2 separate regions of the Mus musculus genome follow, and region 1 is linked to region 2. The links are chromatin contacts, called in public promoter capture Hi-C maps. All regions are on one chromosome and are shown on one strand. The core of a region is the stretch at or near the end of the contact, and the rest is flanking DNA. Distances in the headings are between cores, read along the strand shown.

What was found. Promoter capture Hi-C pulls out the DNA fragments that hold promoters and counts their contacts.
Region 1: a promoter capture Hi-C map of stem cell-derived epiblast-like cells shows a contact between it and region 2, with 2.3 times the contacts expected there. The contact joins the promoter of Tgm3 here to the promoter of F830045P16Rik in region 2. A contact is called at or near these places in 1 of 39 promoter capture datasets (stem cell-derived epiblast-like cells) and 1 of 115 datasets of contacts at active chromatin or transcription factors (embryonic stem cells).

The regions. Positions count from the first base shown.
Region 1 is chr2:130,010,765-130,014,164 of GRCm38.p6, forward strand. It overlaps Tgm3 (transglutaminase 3, E polypeptide), which reads left to right and starts at 1,576. Exons shown (of 13, transcript NM_009374.3): 1 at 1,576-1,645. The coding sequence starts at 1,639. It overlaps Gm52561 (a long non-coding RNA gene), which reads right to left and starts at 1,433. Exons shown (of 2, transcript XR_003954059.1): 1 at 1,338-1,433.
Region 2 is chr2:129,534,705-129,538,324 of GRCm38.p6, forward strand. F830045P16Rik (RIKEN cDNA F830045P16 gene) reads right to left here and starts at 1,898. Exons shown (of 7, transcript NM_177653.3): 1 at 1,665-1,898. The coding sequence starts at 1,758.

The DNA of each region.
Region 1 (3,400 bases), core at 326-2,825, 480 kb after region 2:
TTTTAGTCATTCATTCATTCGTTCATTCATTCATTCATGTATTCAAGCAGGGGCCAGTGAGATTGCTCAGTAGATAAGAGTGCTTGGCACACAAGCCTGGCATCCTGAATTAGATCCCTGGAATCCACATAAAAGACTGGGTATGGTTGCACACATCAGCAACCCTAGGGAGACGAGAATTTCCCAGAAACTGGAGGACCACCTAAGCCTAGAGTAGCAGCATGGCTGAAACAATAGAGACCCTGCCTCAACAAGGCAGAAGGAGAGAACAGACACCCCAAAGTTGTCTCAGATCTGTAACATACACACATTCACACATGCGCACGACACACAAGCTAATAAAATAATGTTTTAATTTTTAGTTAAACAGGTTTGTGTTCTCACCATTGTCAAGTACTCATCTAGGTTTTGGGGAGAAAACTAATAACATACAGCCTGTACGTCCAAGGAGCTCAGTCTAGGGGTGACAAGCAGACAGTTACAGTGCAGTGCAGTAGCTCTTAAACTCTCAATACTTATTCTATTTATTGATTGAGTCATTGCATTGCATTGCATTGCATTGCATTGCAATCCTCCTGTCTCAGCTTCCCAAGAACTGTGATTCCAGCTGTGTCTCCCAAACAGCCAGCTACACCTGGAGGTGACTGTGAGCCACGTGTAGTGGTTGTAGTGGTGTAGTGTAGGTGATGGGAACAAAACTGGTCTTCTGGAAAAGCAGGAAAGGTTTCTAACCACCGAGCCACCTCATCAGCCCTTAATCTCCCCCCTTTAAAGCTGGGGCAAGAAACAAACAAACAAACAAACAAAAGAAAAAACCAGGTCAATGACTCCTCCTACACTCCTGGAGAGAGTGCGCGGCTGGAAAGTCAGTGGACATTTCTAGTGCTTTACAAAGACAGACTGTGGTCCCCCTAACCTGGGTTCTAACTGCCATCTGATTTCAAGATCTTCGATGTAGTCCATGGTGAGGCACATATATTCACTTTCCACTTAAGTAATCATGTTGAATTAATCCTCCTCCATCCTTGTGAGGTGAGCATGTGGGTAGGCTTATCCTCAAACCTAAACCAAAGCTTCCAAGCTTCAGATCTGAAGAGTGACCCAGGACCTAGCCAGCACTGGAACTTAGGGCTGTGAGCTTCCTCAAATGTACCTTATTACCCTCATCCCGGGCACATGAACTGTGGCGTGTGGAGGCAGTCAGCCCTAATAATATTTGTACACAGAGAGAAAGGATGTTGCTAAGTTCTAGACATCTATCTCCTTGTTACAAAAGCCTTCCTGGCATGAGCTTGGGACAAGTTTCCCAAATGCTGGGGGTCCAGGAAGTCACTTACCTTTGTAAATAAAACAAGGAATTGTAAGAACAAACTATTCGACTTTCTTTCATCTCCTTTCTTCTTTCCAAGCCCGTCTTGCATAAGCAGGATGACCTCCCATTGGGTGACGGGTATGTTGTAAGTGAAACGTTTACAGGCACTACAGGAATGACCTGGTGCCTCGCCCACCTCATTAGAATTCTAATTGGGGTGTGTAGGAGAGGCTTCTATAAATGGTAAGGCAATCCTTGGCGCCGGTCTCCCCACACCATCTCTGTCATTCCCAGAGGAGCCCCAGGAAAGGCAGAAGAAGCTGACCATGAGTGGTGAGTGTGGTGTCTCTCCAGCAGGTTCTTGTGGGAACCCATACTACCCTCTGGGGCTGGCAGAGCAGCCAGCTGGAACAGCGGTCTGTCTTGGGGACTCTGTGTTTTGGGGTGTCTGTGTTCTAGAGTACCTGCTGGGTTTCGCTGGCATATTTCAGTGATGGAACATGACTGGGGTGGATGGAGTGATAGGCAGGATAGGATGTTCAACACAGCCGGGGGTCACATTCCCTTTGAGGACAAGCCTTGTCTTATTGGTACTGCTTCTCCATTGCTACCTACAAAGTCAAGTGGGTTTCTCAGTACACTTTTCCTGGCTGTCAGTAGCAGGGACAAAAGAAAGCAACTTTCACAGGGCGAGAGAGACATACACACACACGTGGAAGCTGAGTGTTGAGAAACCGTCAACTGGAATGTTCCTAAGTAAATTACAGATCCTCTAACCCTGGCAGGCTCCCTGACTTAACTTGCTGTATGGAAACCCAGCAGTAGATGTGGCAAGCATGTCACAAGATCCCGACTGTCCCTATGAACAGCACCAGGGAAGGCGACTGGAAAGGAACAAGAAGTGCAGGTTTTCTGACTCCGTGGTTACTGTCGAGGATTTGGGCCCTGCTAATTACTGCCTGTCATGGTGATCGGCCTTGGACCTTGACGGCAGCAATGCCAAACCCAAACTAGGCATGAGTCAAACCTGTAAAGTGTGGTGAATGGTGGTTAGGAGCAAGAGAACCGATCCAGATGCGGAAGGTGGGTATGGGCCACTTGAGAAAATCTCCAGATGAGGACTGGGCAGGGGATGTTTTTACCATCAATTCCCTCTCATGAATACAGGCATGCCTGAGATGCTAACAAAAGGAGCTCTGGGGGCTTATAATGTCACCAAAAGGGAATGACAGTTGTCATCTAGTACAACTATCTTCTGCCAGGAAGAGGCTGGGGCCTGGGTATAGGGAGAGCCTTAGGAAAGTCAAACAGCAAGTTGGTAGCAAAAATGGGCTGAATCCCCAGCTCCAAGGTGCCTTTCCACTAGGCTCTGTGTCCAGATCTGAGCCACCTTCTTGAGCTAGGACTTCAGCTGCTTTCTTGCAGAGAAGAGAATTCCTCCTGGGTTCCTGACTTCTGTGTATGCACCTACAACCAGCTAAAGCCCCTTTCACAGCTTTATTTCAGTTCCTTGGACCAGAGAAGTATCCATGCTCTCTAAAAAGCAGATCTTCTCTCTGGACTCCATATCTTGAGACTCCAGCCCATCCATTGTTTGCATTGAAGACCAGATTACACCACACACACACACACACACACACACACACACACACACACACACACACACTCACACACACTCACACACACACTCACCACCCTGGCTCAATGGCCTGTCATCTCTCTCAGCATCTGCTACCTGCTCATCAGAGGCAGAGCCCACTGGGCCTTTGGGCTGCTCAAACTGTAACTGTCACTTAGGATTACATCCAGGAGCAGGACTGTTGAAGTAGTTGGCTTCCAGCCCTGTCCCTGGTGATCTTAGAAGGACTCTACCCTGTGAGTCTGTTTCCTCAGCTCTAAAGTGGATTATACTCATCTAGGAATGTCTATGAGTATGGCTTAGCAGCACTTAGGAGGTTTTGTTTGTTTATTTGTTTGTTTGTTTTTTTAAGCCTGTTTCCTCCTTGCCTTGGGATCTTAAGAAAACTGGATAAGAGAGTGATCCCTGTTGAGGGTGCCAAGGGAGAGCAGGGAAAGGAAACCGGGTAT
Region 2 (3,620 bases), core at 648-3,147:
TTTTCTTAAAGAGGATATATAAAATTGCAAGCATTACGGAAAATATAATTATTTTATGCTGATAACTGAAACAAAATTATATGGGGTCCAAGTGCTCTCTGCCATTTTGTAGTCCTCATTTTTTTTAAACAGAAAATATTTTTTTTAAATCTAACTCTCTCTTTCCTTTGGAGATTTCACTTGTTATTTTTAAATTACTTATTTCTTTCTATGACTGTCTATAGCCAGTTTGTTTTCTTTCTTCAGCACCTAAGCACAATTCAAAACATACATTGGCCCATCAGAGGCTCATCTGTGCTCAGGACTCCAGTTTCTCATTCACTCCTGGGCTTGGCTTCTGCTGCCTGCAGTCACTCCTTTTTCAGCTCCACTTAGCATGGGATGATAACCACTGGCTCCGCCCCCAGTTGCTCTGCTCATAGAGAAGGGGCAGTTCCACCACTCTGCACCCACAACAGCCAGAGAAACTGAGGCTTCTGTGCTCTGGGACCTATCCCACCCACTTTTCAGCGGCCAGTTCACGTCTTTGTTTCCCACCCAACTCTGGCTGCAACCACTGTCTGCCTGCCCAAGCAGCAGCAGCAGCAGCAGTCCTTAGGCTGTTGAGCATTCCCAAGGTTCACCAACTGGGCCAGCACCTCTGACCTCTGTCCATTCCGGCCCACAGCAGCCCAACCTCCCACCTAAGCAGCAGTCTGGAGGGGGTGGTGACACCTCTACACCACAGGAGCTCAGCCCAGCAGGTCAGTAATGTGCCTACCTGCTGTGCCATGCTTGGGAGAACTTGTGGTAGCTGTGTCTGGGGCTCCTCTCCAATGGCCTCCCGCATGGCTCTGTTGCTAGGGAAACATCTTCCATGCTTTCCTCTGGAGACTTTTCTGAGGCCCTAAGCTTGGATATACATACCCTCACATTGGACACCAATTATTGCCAGACTTTCTTGGAGCCGCCAGCTCCTGAATAATGACACAGAGACTTATTATTTAAGAAAGCTTAGGCTCTGTAGCAGGTTATCTCCTAGCTAACTCTAACCCGACTAATTCCAGCTCACATCCTGCCACACGGCCCATTACTTCTCACTCAACCTCCACACCTGTTCCTTCCACCTCCGTGTCACACTGGTGAATCCCCCACCTCTTGATTCTTTCCCAAAGACCCTCTCTCTGTCCAGAAGTTCCATCTATTCTTTCCTGCCTCAGCTACTGGCCATTAGATCTTTAGTAAACCAATTAGAAGGCGAGAAGGGTAAATGTTTCCAACACAAGTGATGATCCATAAAAATAATAATACCAAAGTCTGGCCAGTATTCTCCTCTCTGGCGGCACAGAAACCAACATTTGCATAACACAAAGACAAACTTTACACAGTGTACAAAAAGATTACCCCCGAGATAATCTTACATTCATTCTGGATGACACAGAAGCTGCAAGAGTATTCCAGGGGTGGCGTGATTTAATTTGCATTTTCAAGAAAGTCTCCTGTTGTATGAGAGTAGACTGGATGGAGGATGATCAGGTAAGAGTGTCATCAACTGGGACATATAGTTCAGGGTGGGCCAGGGAGAGTGGACAGAGTGAGGAAAATAAGCTTTAAGTCAGGGAAGGACTGAGCAGATGAGTGAGCCTTTGATGTGAGAAATTTAGGTCTGGTCATTATTCGCTTACCAAACAAGAGTAGAAAAATCCATCTCCTTTTCTGGGCCTCAGTTTCCCTGTCTGTGACATAAGGCAGAGCAGCTGGTGCCAAGGTCTTCTGCATCAGGCACAGGCAGCCCTATATTTAGGGCCTTGGCTCTCAAGCTATGATCCAGTTACTAATCCCAGCAGGCCTGAATGCCCCATGGCAGCTGCAGAAACCTGGGGACGATGCTGCAGCTCAGGGACAGTTGCCTGTTGTCTACAGAAACTGGGACAACCAGAGGACATGAGACTTGTCTGCCCACACCACAGGCTGGGAACGGCTGGTCTGATGGCACCTTTCAACTGGAGGAAAAGTGCAGGCCACCAGCCAGGGGCTTCCTGAGCCCTTCAGGGAACTGATGTCCCAGTCACAATGTCTTTCCAAATGGTCCAGGTTCAACTCGGGGGCTGTGACCAGCCTCAGTGGATGACCCTCAGTGGGCTGATTCAGACTTCTCCCCTGGGCTCTTGACAAGGTATAAATCACTAGCTCTGGTTTATTGAGTAGAAAAATGAAGACCAAAAAAGTCATGGGCAGCAAAGCTAGGAGTTGAACATGGCTAAGTAATACTTCCATCATTCTTTGCTGCCTCTCAAGGATGCAGTGGAAGGGTGGTAAAGAGAAATAGAAGCTAAATATGTTTTAATAAATATAGACATTCACACCCACCTGCTTTGCCAGGGATGAGGACTTTCAAACAAAAGCTGCTTTGTGCAGCTGAAGTGAAGCATGTGTGTGTGTGTGTGTGTGTGTGTGTGTGTGGTGGTGGTGGTGGTGGTGGTGGATAAGCCCCTGGTCATTGTTTACAGCCTTTTTGCTGCTTATTTATTCCTTTGTAATTGCCACAGATTTTTTTTTCCAGACATATACATGCTGGGGACTGTGTGAGGCTCCAGGGAGGGAACCGTAATAATTAACAGAAAATGACTTAGTTCCTGAACCCACTGGTTTGCACTGCAGTTGAAAGATGTCCTCTTCTGGATGTCGTTACTGCTCTAGTCTCCACAAAGAGAAACCCAGGGGCTTTGTGAGGTGCTGTGATTTCACCAGGGGGGAGACCTGATCAGAATTCTAACCTGGACCTTATGGTTCAAAGCAGCAGGAGCAGCCGGCCCTGCAGGAGCAGCCAGGCCTGCGTCAGGCAATTTGATTAGGGTTTAATAGAAGGATTAGTCACAAAGGAAGACAGGGCTACAGGAGACCACAAAGCACTCGTCAGGACCCTCGTTCACAGTAAGAGGAAAGAGAAGTCAGTCGGCAGCTGATAGATGAGGGCCCCCAACAGGGGTTTCAGCTCAGGGCATGGTGATTGCGAGGTGACCCTGGATCAGTAGGCTAGGAATATGGACTCTGAGTTCATAGTCCTCTGTCTTTCCATATCCTTCTAGGGCTCCCCACAACTCAGATCATTGCCGTGACTTCTGTAGACATCTGGGATAGATGCTGAAGAAAGAAGGGGACAAAGAGGGCCAGGGAGAAAACCACGTGGTCTTTAGCCAAAATTAAGATGCTTCTGAATCAAAAGCACCTTATTGGGCCAGGGGAGGTCCAGACTCAAGACCAAGCAGGTCATAGAAATGGGCCCATAGTGATGCAGCTCCCACCCTCCAGCCTTCTGCTGGGCTGGCAGACTTGGCCTGCAGCCTGGCTTCTTGTTTTGGTAAGTCAACTTTCATCAGGACACAGCCAACCATATGACTAGCTGGCACCTTCCAGACTCTAGATTCTTACAGTAGAACTTAATAGTGTTGGCAAATCTGAAACCCTCACTCTCTGGCTAGGAAAGGTCACCGAGAGAAGCAACGTTTGTTTCCTGCTCATAGTCCTTGTCCGCCTCCAGCTGGCAGAACCTTTGCTGCATTATCAGAGCTGCTGCGAACAGTGCCTCCTGCAAAGAATGCACTGCCCTGCCCTCAGGGATGAGAGATGGGGGTTGCCCA